Regions from separate parts of the Urocitellus parryii genome. Here region 2 is linked to region 1. Evidence: chromatin contacts called from public Hi-C data. All regions are on one chromosome and are shown on one strand. Each heading gives the region's core, a stretch centred on a gene start, on an enhancer-like site or on the middle of the called end of the contact. The rest is flanking DNA. Distances are from core to core; before and after follow the strand shown. Region 1 holds the start of Fkbp15 (FKBP prolyl isomerase family member 15). Region 2 holds the start of Alad (aminolevulinate dehydratase).

The links. Hi-C and Micro-C count contacts between places; a contact is called where the count stands out from the background.
Region 2: a contact with region 1 is called in a Hi-C map of liver, with 5 times the contacts expected there. The contact joins the promoter of Alad here to the promoter of Fkbp15 in region 1. A contact is called at or near these places in 2 of 2 Hi-C or Micro-C datasets (liver and muscle).

The regions. Positions count from the first base shown.
Region 1 is chr4:191,079,935-191,087,838 of mUroPar1.hap1, reverse strand. Fkbp15 (FKBP prolyl isomerase family member 15) reads left to right here and starts at 3,615. Exons shown (of 27, transcript XM_026393297.2): 1 at 3,615-3,720. The coding sequence starts at 3,668. Slc31a1 (solute carrier family 31 member 1) reads right to left here and starts at 3,378. Exons shown (of 5, transcript XM_026393352.2): 1 at 3,254-3,378.
Region 2 is chr4:191,224,453-191,232,356 of mUroPar1.hap1, reverse strand. Alad (aminolevulinate dehydratase) reads left to right here and starts at 5,223. Exons shown (of 12, transcript XM_026393309.2): 1 at 5,223-5,312. It overlaps Pole3 (DNA polymerase epsilon 3, accessory subunit), which reads left to right. Exons shown (of 4, transcript XM_026393310.2): 1 at 1-44; 2 at 133-218; 3 at 527-645; 4 at 921-2,316. The coding sequence ends at 1,093.

The sequences.
Region 1 (7,904 bases), core at 2,366-4,865:
ACTTTACACTGCCTTGTAGGATGAAGTAGCCAAAGATGATATGTAAATAAATGAGCATAGCTGTGTTCCAAAAAACCTTATTTACAATAACAGGCAGGGGGCTGGGGTAGGATTCACAAGTGTTGATCTCTAAGACCAACACTTTAGAAAAGGCTGAGCCTTAGTTTAAAAGAAAAGGTTCTAATTTAAAATATAAGCATCCTTTGCAGGATGCTTATATTTTAAATTAGATCAAAATGTGTAAATTATGTATGTAACTAATACTCAGAGGATTCCCACTTTAATTAACTTTGTGTATTTGCCAAAGTTGCCCCCTCAACCTGGAAAGGCTTATTTCCTCACTTTCACTTGGAATCTTACTCATCTTCAAAGCCTATTCCAAACCCTATAATCTCCTCCAAACTAGGTATGAGCTGTTCCTCTTTTGAAATCCTACAATAATTAATTTCTTCTTCTTATGGGACTTTCTTCACTATGTCATCAGTTATGGTTATTTGTGTACTCTACCCTCTATGGACTGTGAACTCTTTGAGGACAAAACAATGATTTACTTACTTTCTTACCCTACACAACACCCAGCACAGTCCTTCACACACAATAGGCTTTCAGATGATATTTCTTGAATTGTATTCTGACATTCTTCTGCTTTAAGTGATGGAAGGAACAGAACACTATACCAATATCAAACTTATTCAATTCAAATCCCTATATCACATCTATAATTTAACTTAGCTCTAACTTCATTAATATTAAAACACATTCACCAGCACAGGTCAATATGTGTATACTTGTATATAAAATTATCTGTTGCAAAATTACTGGTAATTTGAAAGGAATTATTAAAATTGCTGCTTCCCAGTCAATTTTCAGGAGATCAACACATTTTATGAATACACTGAAAAGCTGTATACTTAAGCAAAACAAAATAAACACAAATACTTAATTTAAACTTGAGATCAGGGTTGTGTCTTACTTATCTTTGTGCCCCAGTGACACTCAGTAGACATGTGAAAGGAGATCCATTCCAAAGTGTTTTTGGAGCCTGGCCCAAGCTCAGAGTGAGTTAGAAGAGGTTGGGGCAGAAGCCCAGGTTTCCCGTTTCTTTGTCTAATACTATCAATCTGGAGATACTCTAATTCAGGAAAACCCTTGCTTTTCAGGTACACCCAATCCTGCAGATTTGAGTGTTGGACTGTAGAATACTTGCCACCATCTTTCTATTTCTCTTACTGCCAATGAAAAAAATCAGCACCTGTGTCCCCACAATGGTAATCTGGGTATTCATGTTTGTGGTGACCCAATCACCAAAAAGGTTGATTTTTAGGATTCCCAAATATCAAAAAAGGCTGCTTAAAACATCCTGGAGAAAAACATCTCCATCCAAGAATGCAAGATAAGAGCTCAAGAGAATCAAAGATGAGCTTGGTATCTTTTAAAAGCACTGTTTAAACTGGGCCCTAAGGCATATCCCTATAATCCTAGCTACTTGGGAGGTTGAGGCATAAGAATCCCAAGTTCAAGGCCAGCCTTAGTTTCAAAACAAAAAATGAAAAGGGTTAAAAATATGGCTCAGTAGAAGAGCAACCCTGGTTCAATCCCTGTACCACAGAAAAACAAAACAAAACAAAACAAAACAACACTACTCTAGTGCTGAGTGACATATACTAGGGAGAAGGAGCTAGAAAAGAGCTAAGGTTCATTTCTGCCCCCAGAGGTAGCCAAGCTCATTTATCCAGTTCATTCCCCCCACTCAGAGGTAGACAAGTTCACATTCTATTCAGAGCTACTACAACAGGTTCCAGTTCTAGTGCTTAGATTCCACTTGCATCACTATTTTAACACTGTTAGCCTTCACTGCTTTAACCATCTTAAACTGTAAAATAAACATAAGAAACAAGGAACAGCCTTATCCTCAGTTAAATAGAGAAATAATTTACTTACAAAAATCATAGTTACATATAATATTTCTAGCTATCCTATTCCCCCCCTTTCCCTCCCCTAGAGTTTCAGATAATATAGTACAATCACCTTCAATTAACAAAAGAGAGTAAGCAACCCAGATAGTTCACAGCCAATACAGCATTTTTATCTCTCTGGAAGCTACCTATACAAGGCAAGAGTCATGGCTGGATTCTATGGGTCACACGGGAAAAGCAATCTAAGTAAATTAAGAAATACAGGAACAAGGATAAATTTCATTATTCAAACCAATAAAGAATTAATGAGAACTCATTATGGGCAAGAAGGCTTTCAATTTAGTAATATGCAAACTATAATAAGAAGCACAACCAGGGAAGTGCCAAAAGGAACGAAGTTCTCTCAGAGTAAGCTACCAATCACTTCACTTTAATATAATGCTAAGAGATTAAAACATTCAGGTAAGGGACCAACCCGACTGAGGGGGAAGACTGAGTGAAACAACTCCAGTGAGACCTGTGGAAATGGATACTACACTGGGATACTATCTGCTTATCCACAGCTTGGTTAAGCCAGAGCTACACCAAGATTGTTCCAAGAAATTATACCAGGTTAACCAAAGAAATATTTATGTAAGACACAGAGGGTGGAAACTGGAGGCAGAAAAGTTGGCATAAACTGATGTTGATTTAGGATTGTTGCAAGAAGACTCAGCAAAACCAGGGACTTTAATGTCCCCAGAGTTTTCTCCTTTTCGCCACCCACTCCTAGAATATCCTAGTTTTTCTGCACCTTACTTGCGGGTACTCTGGAAAGGGGTATCCCTCCTTCCCTGCTCCCTGGCATATGCCACACAGTCCAGTGATGACCACTTTATATGGGCACACAGTGTTCAAGGGCTATTAGGTTTTTGTTCACTCATTAGCTCTCTGAATCCTGAATGGAAGGATCAGGAATCCAGTCCCAGCCTGCCCTTTACTCTGCGTGACCTCGGACTAGTCACCCAAGTTCATTGTTTCCTTAATTGCAAATTCTGGGATTATGAGGGGACCTGAATTGGACTCAATGACCTTTGAGGTTTAAAAGCTTCTTGACAAGTTGGTATACAGGGAACTGGACACACTGCCCATTGCATAGAGGGGAAACTGAGGCACCGAGCACCCTGCCTAAGGTCACTCCAGCTATGTCACTGTGGGAGCCAGGCCAAGACTCAGATCTCTAGTCTGGGGATCTTTCTCCTTCCGCCGAGCAGAGAAGAGCGGCGGAGGGTCCTTGCCCCGGAGGGAGAAGGACAGTGGCCATGCCAGGGTTGTGAGAAGCAGCGGGGAGGCCTTACCTTGCCAGGTCGAGTCCCGCCACAGGCGCCTCGCTCTCAGAGCCTGAGCTCGTCACCGACTCAGGACTTCTCAGAAGCCCCTACTACTTCTGCCCGGCTCGACGTGTCCACCACTGCCACAGAGGCCGCGGGTTCCCGCCCCTGCCCCGCCCCTAGGTTCGCTGACCAATCCTCGCGCAGAACTTCGGAATCCCGCCCCCTCTGCGGGCAGGAGAGGCCTCACGTCGTGCCGGTGCGAAGCCCTCATTTGCCTTTGCTCCACCTTCTCCAGAATCCAGTCTCCTCGCGGCAGAGCAACCGGGCGAGTTTGCCCTGCCGGAAAAAAGCGCGCCACCGCGGCATTTTACGACGTCGGCGGTGACAGGCCCTGGGAACATCCGGCTTTCTCCCCACCGCCTGGAGAAGGCGAGCGCGATGTTCGGTGCCGGGGATGAGGACGACACCGACTTCCTCTCGCCTAGTGGCGGGTGAGTGACTGAGAAGCACGGGCCATAAGGCATGGCTGACAGAGACCGGCGGATGGTTGGAGGGGTCGATCTCTTCTCAGGCCTCTGTCCAACTTCCGGGTCCAGACCCCGGCCGCATTCCGGTGCTTACACTCTTCAGAATCTTGGGCAGGGCTCGCAACTGCGAGGAGTCTGTGGATCTGGGTTCTGGAGCCGGCATCTCCCTTGACACGCAGTATGACTCTGGGGTTCCCCTTCTGTTCCCTGGGTCACAATTTCTCTGAAGTGGGGTGATTGCTGATGAGTCTGCCTGCCTCCGAGTTTTTAGAGGAGTCAGCTGGGGCCACACGAGAGTTTCTCTTCTAGAACCATGGATGAGGCGGTGACACTTTAGAACCAGGACTGGTGGGTCGGCCCCAGCATTCTTCAAGGCCTAGATCGGATGTCACCTTTTTGGTACTTTCCCTCTCCCATCACCCCGGGCAGAATGAAATACTTTCTCTTTCTCGTTCGTCCGACCAGGCTTGTCTTTGCATGCGAACCTAGTAGATTATAACCCTGGTAGGACAGGGACAGCTTATATTGTTCGTTTTAAAACGGGACCTTGCACATAGTAAATGATCAGTGAGTGTCTTTTGAATAATAGCTGTGAAGTTGCACTCTGTAAACCGTGAAATTTAAAACCATTGTGAGAGCCTGCGGTCGTTAACCCCTGTCCTCAAACATTATGTATACCATCGTCGTTTTCAATAATTAGTTTAGGGTTTTCAGGGTTTGTATTGGGTTAGTGTGTTTTCTCTTGTGTTGTATTAACACCTTGACTGCCAGTCTCTGATGTTTGCATAGCCTTTCTTTGACCATCTTCATTACAAATATTGTGCATCCTGAAGAATGATGAGCACATCAACATATGCCCCTTGTTCTACTAAATGCCAAGAGGTTACAGAGATGATTAAGCTGCTGTACTGATCCTCAAGTTTGCTGTTGCAGAGTTTAACACATAAATAACCATAAGATGACTGACTATCTTTTGGACTCTTTGTGGACACCCACTGACTAGTAATGTATTACCTATCGTTCTTTTTTATATATACCTTTATTTTATTTAGTTATTCTTATGTGGTGCTGAGGTTTGAACCCAGGGTTTCACACATGCTAGGTAAGCACTCTACTGCTGAACCACAGCCCCAGCCCCTCTCTTTTTTTTTTGACTCACTACTTTGTTTTACCCCTGCTGTCATTTTAGATGGCCTGCATCCACATAATTCCATTTTGAGTAATTTCAGATGCTCAGTTACTTTAAATTGTGCTTTGGTTCCTCTCTTCCCTATCTGACTCAGAACATTCACTAAAATCACCATGCAGTCCAGTTTCCCTGCTGCTGTTGGTTGTGTAGTTAGCCTTTTGAATTAATATATTTTTATGCAAACCTAGTTTGTGTGTGGCTGCATATTAGACATTTTCAAAGCATACTTTAAATTCACATTCTCCACTATGCAAAAGTATCTGGAAAAGTCTGCAAAGGAATGTTTATACTCCCAGCTCTCATGAGTCAAGCAGTCCACTGCTGATTGAAAATTACAAGGGTAGACATGATGGTCATGTGCCCTTTTCTGGATTCCTGGCCCAAGATAAGTTCTTGGTGATTCAACTATTCTGCTTTCCTGTATGGGCTTATCAAGAACCTGAGACACTCAATTCTAGGCACATGATTGTGCTCCTAGACACATATATCAGCTAATTTAATGATAAGAAACTTATTCAGAAAGTTAATCTGATAATTTATTTTTGTTCCCAGCAACAACCAGGAAAATAAAATAAAATTTAAGATTGAGAATAGGGCTGGGCATGGTGGCACACACCTACCAGTGACTTGGGAGGTTGAGGCAGGAGGATCACAAGTTCTAGACTAACTTAGCAAGACCCTAAGTAACTTAGCAAGACTGTCTTAAAATAAAAGTTAAAAAGGCTGGGAACGTAGCTCTATCATAGAGTACCTCTGGGTTCCTTCCCCAGTATCAAAAATAAGAGAAAAAATTTGAGACTAGGGAAAGGTTCATCAGCATTCTCTGATTTAGCTATTCCTCCTTTAGTTTCTCTAAGGAAGTAGAACATATGACAATGAACACTGCTTTTCAGTTCCCTTTTTATAACTGATTTACTGCAAATATACTTGTTCATTTAAGTTTCAGGTCTATTTACTTAACTCTCTGACTTGATCCTACTTAGGACATTCAAACCTATTAGAAGTAGGAATATTAGTGCCAAGGATGACCATCTAGATGACTGATAATCTCTTTTTTAAGTTTCTGGGCCTCTTAAAGTACATGGTTAAGCTAGAAAGAGTAATCAGGAGTTTTTTTTTTTTTTTTTTTTTTTTTTTTGTCTTAGCCCTTTCTCCACCACTATGACTTTGAAAATAAGGAAGTATTTGTGATTGCCTATTAATTGAATAATAGTTGGTTCAGCTAATATAATTGGGAATATGATGCAGTTCCTACCCCTAAGAAATTTCATTTTAGTAATAGAGTAAAATCAATGTAGTAATAATAATCACAAAGCTGTTTTTGTTTTGTTTTTGAGATAGGGTCTCACTATGTTGCCCCAGCTGAAACCTCTGGGCTCAAGTGATCCTCCTGTCTCAGCCTCCCGAGTAGCTGGAATTATAGGCATGAGCCACCATACCTGGCTTTTTTCAAAGCATCTTTAAGGGACCAGTTACGAATACATTTGTTTTATATTTTATTAGAGGTATGTGTAGGCAAATCTGACTAGCATTAGTAATGATAAATCATTCCTTTTAGGAATGTGACTTAAGTCAAGTCACCATTCTTGTCCCTGCATACCCTAATTTATTAAATAATGAGGTTTGCCTCAGATGATCCTTTGAGATTTTTCCTAGTTCTATTGTTTTGTATTTATGTTAATGTCAATTTTTACTTAAGAGATTTGTACATCAATCAAGCCTTCTCTCTTCTGTATGATAATATCTGATTGAATTGGCATTTTTGAGGTAGAAGGATATGTTCACAAGTATATAAAACATTGTGTGTTTATTTAGTGCTAGGTACTGTACCAAGGAATACATAAACACACATTATCATATTTAGTCATTATTTCCTATGAGGTAGTTTTAACAGTTATACCCATTTTACAGATGGGAACAGCTCAGAAAGGTAAGTTGCCTAAGGTGGCACTGTTATTAATGGAGCCTGGCTTGAAATCAGGCAGGTGTATTTCACCAGATCTGCCCATGTGACATTATCGTTATTGTATAAGTAGATGTTTGATGTCACAATTCATGAAAGAAGTACTTTACTAACAAAAAGAATCCCTGTTTATTAAAATATTGATATAGCATAAATGATGTACTTTTGTTTTAAAGAGAATAGCAAACAAATATGAAACTAAGGTGAGGTAAGGACCTTGGCAACTAAAGCACTGGCTAACTTTTATTTTTAAAATATTAACGCCATAATGACTTTTTTATCAATTATTAACATAGATAATCAAGTCTAGAATTAGCAAGCCCATTCTTTCTAACATGGTCAGGTAGATTGTGTACACTTGAGAATATCTTACAAGTAGAAAAATATAGTGAGTCTCAGAAACTATCTTCCTAAGAATGTATATAGTCCATTTTTAAAATAGTAATAGTAAATGGAATTAATCTGTAAGCTAATTAGTTTGACTTGGCCTTTATATTGATTTTACAATCATCATTTGACTGGCTTTTAAGATATTTATGGAAACACAGTTTACCTATGATACATCTGTCTTGCCTTTGAAAAAGAAGATACTTGCAAAATTAAAATAGCAAACCTAATACCCATATTTTGCTGAAGCTAACAAGGGCATTCTTTTTCTTATTAATGTGCATATGCAATTATATCTTAACTAGATTCTAAGCTTGGTAAACTTTTTACTATATTAAAGGTGTTTTCTCAACTCTCCCAGAATCTTCTTCTAGGAAATCTGCCCTAGATTGTCCTGGCTAAATGGAGATAATCTTGGTTTCTTTTAAATTTCACTAGCATTTGTTGATATTGTATTCAGGCTAGCACTGCTCTTCCCCAATTACATTGCAATCTTTAACCTCTTAGTCTTTATTGTAAGAATTTTTTACTTCATTTACAGGAAACTTACAGTAGATTCTTCAACAAAACAAGATTATAGTTTTAAGTCATATTGAATTTATTTTGCAA
Region 2 (7,904 bases), core at 3,974-6,473, 140 kb before region 1:
TAAACCTGCCCAATGCTGTCATCACCAGGATCATTAAAGAGGCGGTGAGCTGCTGGGCCGGGGGCGGACGAGCGGGCAGGAGGGAAGCAGGTCCCGGGCTGGCAGTGTTGCTCACCCCGACTCCCCCCACAGCTCCCGGACGGTGTCAACATCTCCAAGGAGGCCCGGAGCGCCATCTCCCGCGCCGCCAGTGTCTTCGTGCTGTACGCCACATCCTGGTGAGCCGGGCACCGCTAGGGATAGGGGAGGCGCAGGAGACCTGGCTCGGAGTTTGGGGTCTGGAACCTACAGACCCTTACTGGGTCCCATCTCAGTGCAGAGAGGTTCACAGCTTCCTTAATTGTGTGGCAATTTAAACGACAAAACAACGCTGCTTTAGCCCTTGAGTTCAGAGAAGGAAAGGACTTTCCCGTGTCACACAGCAATACATGCATCTCAGACGTCTGTAGGCTCTCCCACCCCTCCGCTGGCACACAGCAAGCGGAGCCTCACAGCCACCGACAGCGCTTGCCCTTTCTTCTTTCAGTGCCAACAACTTTGCAATGAAAGGGAAGCGCAAGACGCTCAATGCCAGTGATGTGCTCTCAGCCATGGAAGAGATGGAGTTCCAGCGGTTCATTACCCCCTTAAAAGAAGCTCTGGAAGGTAATGATCCTTCCATTTTCTAAAGCGCATAGAAGATGGTCATCCTGTATGACCTGTTCACCTGGCCCTGAGGCTTTCAGCATGAGTCCTTGTCAAGTCCAGTAAACCAATACTGGATGTGACTCGGATCAATACTGGATGTACCACCTCAGATCTGTTTGCCATGCTGGGCAGGCTATTTTTCCTCCTGAGCCGCAGCTTTTCCAATTATTGCCATGGGGTTAGCTGCTACCTCTTCCAATCCTCCTCCTAATCCCCCTCCTACTTCCTTACAGCTTATAGGCGGGAACAGAAAGGTAAGAAGGAAGCTTCAGAGCAAAAGAAGAAGGACAAAGATAAAAAAACAGACTCAGAAGAGCAAGACAGGAGCAGGGATGAGGACAATGAAGAAGATGAGGAAAGACTGGAAGAAGAAGAACAGAACGAAGAAGAGGACGTAGATAATTGAATAGGGAGGGTAGGTCATGGCTCTGTGGAAGCTACCACACTGAAATGTGGAACATGTTTATGCAAAGCTTTTCCCTGCTGAGCAGAGCAGGCAAAGTTTGATGTTTGCCTGAGAAGATCAAAATAAAAACTGACTAGAATTATCATCAAAACCAGCACTTTCCAGACTCAGAGCATCTGAGTGACAGAATTCTGTTTTGCTTAATCAGTCTGAAGGTTATGACTTTTTTTAAGGGATTCTGAATGGCTAATTTGTCGAATTAATATATCTTGTTTACTTACATGTACAGCTAGGTAGTTTTTGATCCCAAGTCTCTTTGCCTCTCCACAAAAGTAATAACTTCCATGCTGCCTGCCATGTTCCATATTACAGAGGCAGTCAAGGCTCAGGAAAAATTGGTCAGTCTGTTTGTAACAGTATTTGGCAGTAGTACCTTATTAAGAATGATCAGAACGGTTTAGCTTTAAAAAAAAAAAACTACTAAAAGGCTATGGGAGAATAATGAACTCTGTAATCTCATCACTTGATAGTTGCATTAATTTGAGTTTCATTTCCTCTAATCCCACTTGGCTTTCAGTCCTTTTAGATTGCTTGTAGACATACAGCCTATAGAATGGCTACACTCTGGGGACATATGCTTTTAAATTAGTATTGATTGGAGGTAGTCCAGCAGGGATGCCAGTGTCTTACTTATTTAAAACAGATGGCATAGTGTTAGATGTCCCTCACTATTTACTACTGTACAGCGTTAGTATTTAATGTCACCTCCTGGAAGGTGCAGAACCCCCCAGGCTTCCCTTTTTCTATCTCTTCTGACTCTTCTCTACTTTCTTTCCCTTTTTCACTTAACTTCATCCACAATCTAGGAATTCTGATTACCTGCTTAATATCCCAAAGTGCAGGTTTCTTATATTTCTTAGTTCTAATTTCATATCTTAATATTTTTCTTTGATAAATTCTGAACCTTAAGGGAAATCTGATGGTGCTCATGAATTTAATCTCCCACCCCCACCAAAAAAATTCCCCTTAACTTCTTCTAAAATATCTCTGTTGGCCTTTCTTAGCCTTTTCTCTTTCCATTCAAAGTGCTTCAAAGCATTTTTTTTGTCTCAGTTGAGTGCTTGGGATTTGACAAGGTAGTATGGTATAGTTTAACCATTAATTTGTTAAATGAATACAATGGAAAGTTTATTGGTAAACGAAGACTGTTTTAAAGATTATAATGCTTTGTACAAATAAAAAACATTCTTGTTTAAAGTGATGACATACTAGCTGACTTATGGTGTTATGCGCCTATAGTCTCAGCACTTGGGAAGCTGAAGTAGGAGAATATCTTGAGTCCAGGAGTTCAAGACCCCATCTCAAAAAAAAAAAAAAAAAATCATATATTTGAGGATGTGTGTTTCAAGAAGACCCACTAATCGTGCCCCATTTGGTATTTGAGGTGCGGACTGGGCCAGACTTTTTGTAAATGTGGAATCCTGCATCACCTTGCATGACCAGCAGATGCCGCTCCTTCTCAGGGAGGAGTGCTGCCTTTTGTGGCTCTGCTGGGCCCCTACACATAGATTCTCATCAGCTCTGTTTATTGAGCCCATCCTGTGTCTGGCACTGTTCTAAATGCCCTCAAGTATTAATCTTAAAACTCTGAAGCAGTCATTTTATCAACCACAACTCTATATAAAGTTTTACAAATCATAAATTTATAAATAATATTTTACAAAGGTAGAACCCCAGTGGTTACTTGGTCCAGTGGCTTTTTCCTGCTCCACAGTAGAAACATCCTTTCTTAATTCCCATGAGCACCACTAGAGGTTAAGTCCTCAGGTCCCATCTGGATTCCTGTGGCTTCCTTTGAATTCAATTTCCTGCCTCATCTGCTTCCTCTGTGTTTTGCTTGCCAAGTGGATCTTTCTGGAACATGGCTGTATTACAGTCACTCCCCACTTCCTATTAAATTAAATTCAATCTGGGCACAGTGTCATTTATCTAATCCCAGCTGCTCAGGAGGCTGAGGTGAGAATTGCAAGTTCAAGGCCAGCCTGGGCAATTTAAGACCTTGACTCAAAAAAAGCGTTGGCAATATACCTCAGTAGTTGAGCACTTGCCTAGAAAGCATGAACTCTGGGTTCATAAGTCCATACTTACCCAGTTGTAAGGAGCTAACCCTATCATCTATTTTAATTTACAACATAAAACTCTTTATGCTCCAGTTAAAAATGAATCCCCAAAAGCTCCCCTATTTAGTGTTAGTTCATCCTGCCCCATTTTTCACCAAACTAACTTTCTAAGAGCAATGTCTCCTGAAAGAGGAGACTATGATTTAAAATTACAGAATTTAACTGGGAAGAATCTTTGAGGTAGTGGATCAGTTTGCCCTAGCCACACCTGTATCATTCCTGTAGTGGTATCTGGATTTTGAAGGTTTGTTACCAAACTAAGGTAAAGCTTCTCATCTTTCTTCTTTAAGCACAACACTTTGTGCCCAGAGATTTAGATCTGGATCTGGGGAGTAGGAGATTGTCCTGACCCATTCAAAACTACTTTTGCAGCTTTACCCCTCTTTTTTACCAATGGCAAATTGAGCCTCCTTAGAAATGACTTGTCTGGATCTTAGCACTAATTCATGAAAATAGATTGTGTCCCTGCCGTCTTTGATGATGCTTTTGTTGTTTTAAATAAACTTTTTAGAGAAATTTTAGAATTACAGAAAACTACAAGGGATGCTGAGTTCTGATAAACCCCTCACCCAGCTTCCCTTCACATTAACATCTTACATAACCATGGAACATTTGTCAAATGAAAGAAAAAAAATTAACTAAAGGACAAACTGTCCTTGTATTTCACCGGTTTTTCTAATACTATCTTTTTTGTTACAGCTCCAATCCAGAATACCACTTTGCCTTTAGTGAACTAGCTTTTTAAAAATTGAGATAAAATTCACAGAACACAAACCTTTTTATCTTTTATTGTGGATGAAATCTAGTGGGGCTTTTTCACTAAGCTACATCCCCAAACCTTTTTAATTTTTTTTATTTTGAGACAGGCTCTTGCTAAACTGGAGCCACCTTAGTGAGACCCTCAGTAACTTAAGGAGACCCTGTCTCAAGATATAAAAAGGATTGGGGATATAGCTCAGTGGTAAAGCACCCCTGGGTTCAAGTACCAGTACCCCCCAAAAAATTGTGTGTGTGTGTAAAAACGTGGAAGACAGTCTGGTGCTGAACTCAATAACTTTAAATATACATATATGAAGGAATATACACACGAGCATACACATTTTCAACTCCCTATAATAAATAGTGGTTGTAATAAATGGTGGTTGCCTTACCTTGCAACCACCAATGTGCTCACTCCAGGCTCATTTCTGCCCATTCCTGCTCACAGTAGAAACATCCTTTCTTAATTCCCATGAGCACCACTAGAGGTTAAGTCCTCAGGTCCCATCTGGATTCCTGTGGCTTCCTTTGAATTCACCAGACCCCTCCTGCCCCTACAAGTCCTCTCCCACCCAACCAAACATAGACCTTTGCTCAGATCTTTTACTGTACCCATCCTAGTCAGGTGCGATGCCCCTGGGAGTTTTTTTCTAATGCCATGTCTTTTTACATCACATCTCTCAACCCATGGCACAGAGTAGACCCTGAGTAATCACGCTGGAATAAATCTTCTCTAAAAACTTGGAAGACAGTCTGGTGCTGAACTCAACAACTTTAAATGCTCAATGTGCAAAAATTGATGAAACTATTGTGTTAGGCATTATTTGGTGTTAAGGTCCTTGACATCCAATTGTTCTTGCACCAAAAAATGAACCAGGGCCAAACCTGCGGGAGGCTGGGAAGAACTGTAAAGCAAACCTAGGGTGAACCCAGAGCTGTGCCAGCCTTCCACACGCGGTCACTTGCAGAGGCCCCTCCCATTCGCCAGGGTGGGCTCCCCAGCTCATTCCTCCCGCCCTGTGGCGGGCAGGGACGGGCTGTCCAGTCTCTCGGCACACCTGATTGGCTAGGTCCCGAGTCCGATAAGCGTGGGCGGGGCCGCGGGAGGGCTGACCAGCGTGCCCGTAGAGTGGCCGCAGGGGCGTGGCCTCCATGCGGGGAGGGCGGGCCGCGGGGGGAGCTGCTTCCGGGTGAGCCGCCCCGCCCCCGCGTGGGCCCCGGGAGACTAGATCCCGCGCTGCAGTGGCTGGAGCAGCGGTTCGGAGCTTTCAAGGAGATAGGTGAGTGGGGCTGGACTCCGGGAGTTGGAGGGTTTGGAGGTCGGCCTCTGAGAGAGGCGGAGGCTGTTACACTAAGTCCTGTGTCCGTAGCTTGTGTCGGGCGCCTGAAGCTCCCATCCTGCAGCTGGGGACCGAGACCCCGTGGGCCCCTGCTTGGGTTCGATGGTCCTGCAACAGCCGGGGTTGGAAGCCGAGTTCCCGCTCATGTTTCCTCCTTTGGATTCACCCCACAGCACCGCCGGCCTTCTGCATCATTGCGGAGCCGAGGTGCCTTGCAGGCTGGAGGAGAGGAGTGGAAAATATAAGAACCGCTTGTGCTAGGCGTTGCATGCTTGGCCAGTCAGTCCTTACGACAACCCATTGAGGTCCGTTCAAGTCCCCACTTACCAGATGAGGAAATTGAGGTTATACAGGTGAAAAGTGCCAGAACCAGGATTTATACTCACATAGGTCAGACTCCACTGACCACAAATTTAACCACCCTGGATCGCAGCCGCCTGATAGACTAGGGCTCTACCCCTTCCCTCCTCCCACCCCCTTCACCTGTGGCTCTTCATAAGTCCAACTGTGCCAAATAAAATGTGAAATCTGTCTCAGTACCAAAGATCATAGTGGGTATTGAGGACTGGGCTGCTGGAGAACTGAATTTTAGCCCAGATCTGCAGCTAACTAGCTGCAGGATCCAGGTCAATGTTTTGCCCTTCTCTGAGCCCAGTTTTACCAGAGTTTCAGTGATGAAATCAGCAAGCTTCAAGAAACCTCATAGCAAGGATATTCTAGGAATCTGTGGAAATGGGAGCTTCTCTGGGTTTCAAATTGCTGAACCCAAAGATTAGGGCTTTCAAAGCCCCAGGAGCAGACTGGGTTCTCATTTTTCTCTTTAATCCCTGTATCTAGCACTACAGCAGGTACAGAGTAGAAAATTCAGGAAATGTGGGTTGATTGAACCAACAACCAGTAGGTTTCTCATCAGAAGTGCCTGACAGCTGCTGTCCTGGACCTTTCTGGGGCTTTTGGTTTCTAAACCTGGCTCTTCTACCTAGCTGGCAATTCTGCCTGCCTCCTCTGAGCCGCTGCAGAGCCTGCCAGAACTGGCAGCAGTTGCCATCCCTCTGGGCCAAGAGCACAGCCTCTGGAATCAGTGGAACACAACCTGTGAGACTGAAGCCCTGCAGCTCTGCTTGCCCCCTTGGTGGCAGCTCTCAGGGTCCAAGTTAGGTTAGACCCAGGTTGGGGTGGAGCCAAACAAGGAAGGCAAGACCTTCAGTGTTCTTTCATCCATGAAGCTGTTCTTGACTCCCAGACACAGGATCCTCCCATAGCACCTGGGCCACCCCACTATTCTGCATCTGTAGGGGGTTGCTTTATTCCTTCTCTACCACATTAGGTGTTAGGAAGCAGGGACTTTGAAACATCCTTTGATCTCCAGGCCTAAACAAATGTCCTCCCTCCGGGGTGTGGTGCAGAAGGCACAGGACTATACCAGGAGATTTTGTTCCAGATCAGTCCTGCCCCTATTAATATTAAAATTAGCTTGTTTACTGAATAGCTACTTGGTGCCAGATATATACCTCAGCACTACCTCTAATCTTCTCCACAGCCTCACAAGCTGGATAATGTCAGCCCATTTCGTAGATAATGAAATGAAGGCTCTGAAAGGCTGCTGACCTTGGCCAACGTTAGAGTAGAACACAGACCAGACCTGGAATAGCTTGATGCTGAAAGATGGTTCCTTCTGCACTGCCCTGTACTGTCTTTCATAAAACTAACCTGATCTATGTGAGCAAGCAAAGGTGTGGGGCCTCATTGTGTCTTGTTCCTATAAATGGGGTGACACAGTATTTAAGCTGAGGTTTGCAAGCTCCCTTAATTTAGGGGCCATGCCCTTCCCATGTGCAAAAAACTCCCAAATTTTGAGGTAGTTTTCACAATGCAAAACCCGGCCTGATTTGAGTCTGCAAAGCAGAGGTGTTACTTGGGGCATTTTCCCACTCTGCAGATGTTTATCAAGTGCCTGTTGTAATAGACTGACTATGTGGTCCCAGCAACCTCAGGCTCATTTCCTAGCTCTGTACCTCACTGGCTGTGTCATTTCAAGCAAGTCCTGTGGCCTCTCTGCACCCAATTTTCCATATTATAATGTAAAAGATTAACTAGGATCAGTGATTTTCAACTTTTTTAAAAATATTTTTTACTTGTAGGTGGACACAATATCTTTATTTGTTTATATTTTTATGTGGTGCTGAGGATTGAACCCAAGGCCTCACATGTGCTAGGTAAGCTAGCACTACCACTGAGCCACAAACCCAGCCCAATTTTCAACTTTTTAATTCTTCCAGCAGTAGCACCATTTTTCAAACTACTATTTCTCTGACCATAAAAAAAAAAAAAAAAAGACCAAAATGGAACTTCTCTAGCAAGGCCTCCCCCTCCAGTTGTACCCTCCCCACCTCTCCCAGGGTCCTCAGGATGAAATTTGGGCAGCGCAGCTCCTAGGCAATCCTGCTTGAGGTTTCTTATAGGCAGAAGGCAGTTGCTCTGTGGGCCTTCTAAAGGAAATGGGGGTTGAGGCCAGTGGAATGCAGCTGTGAA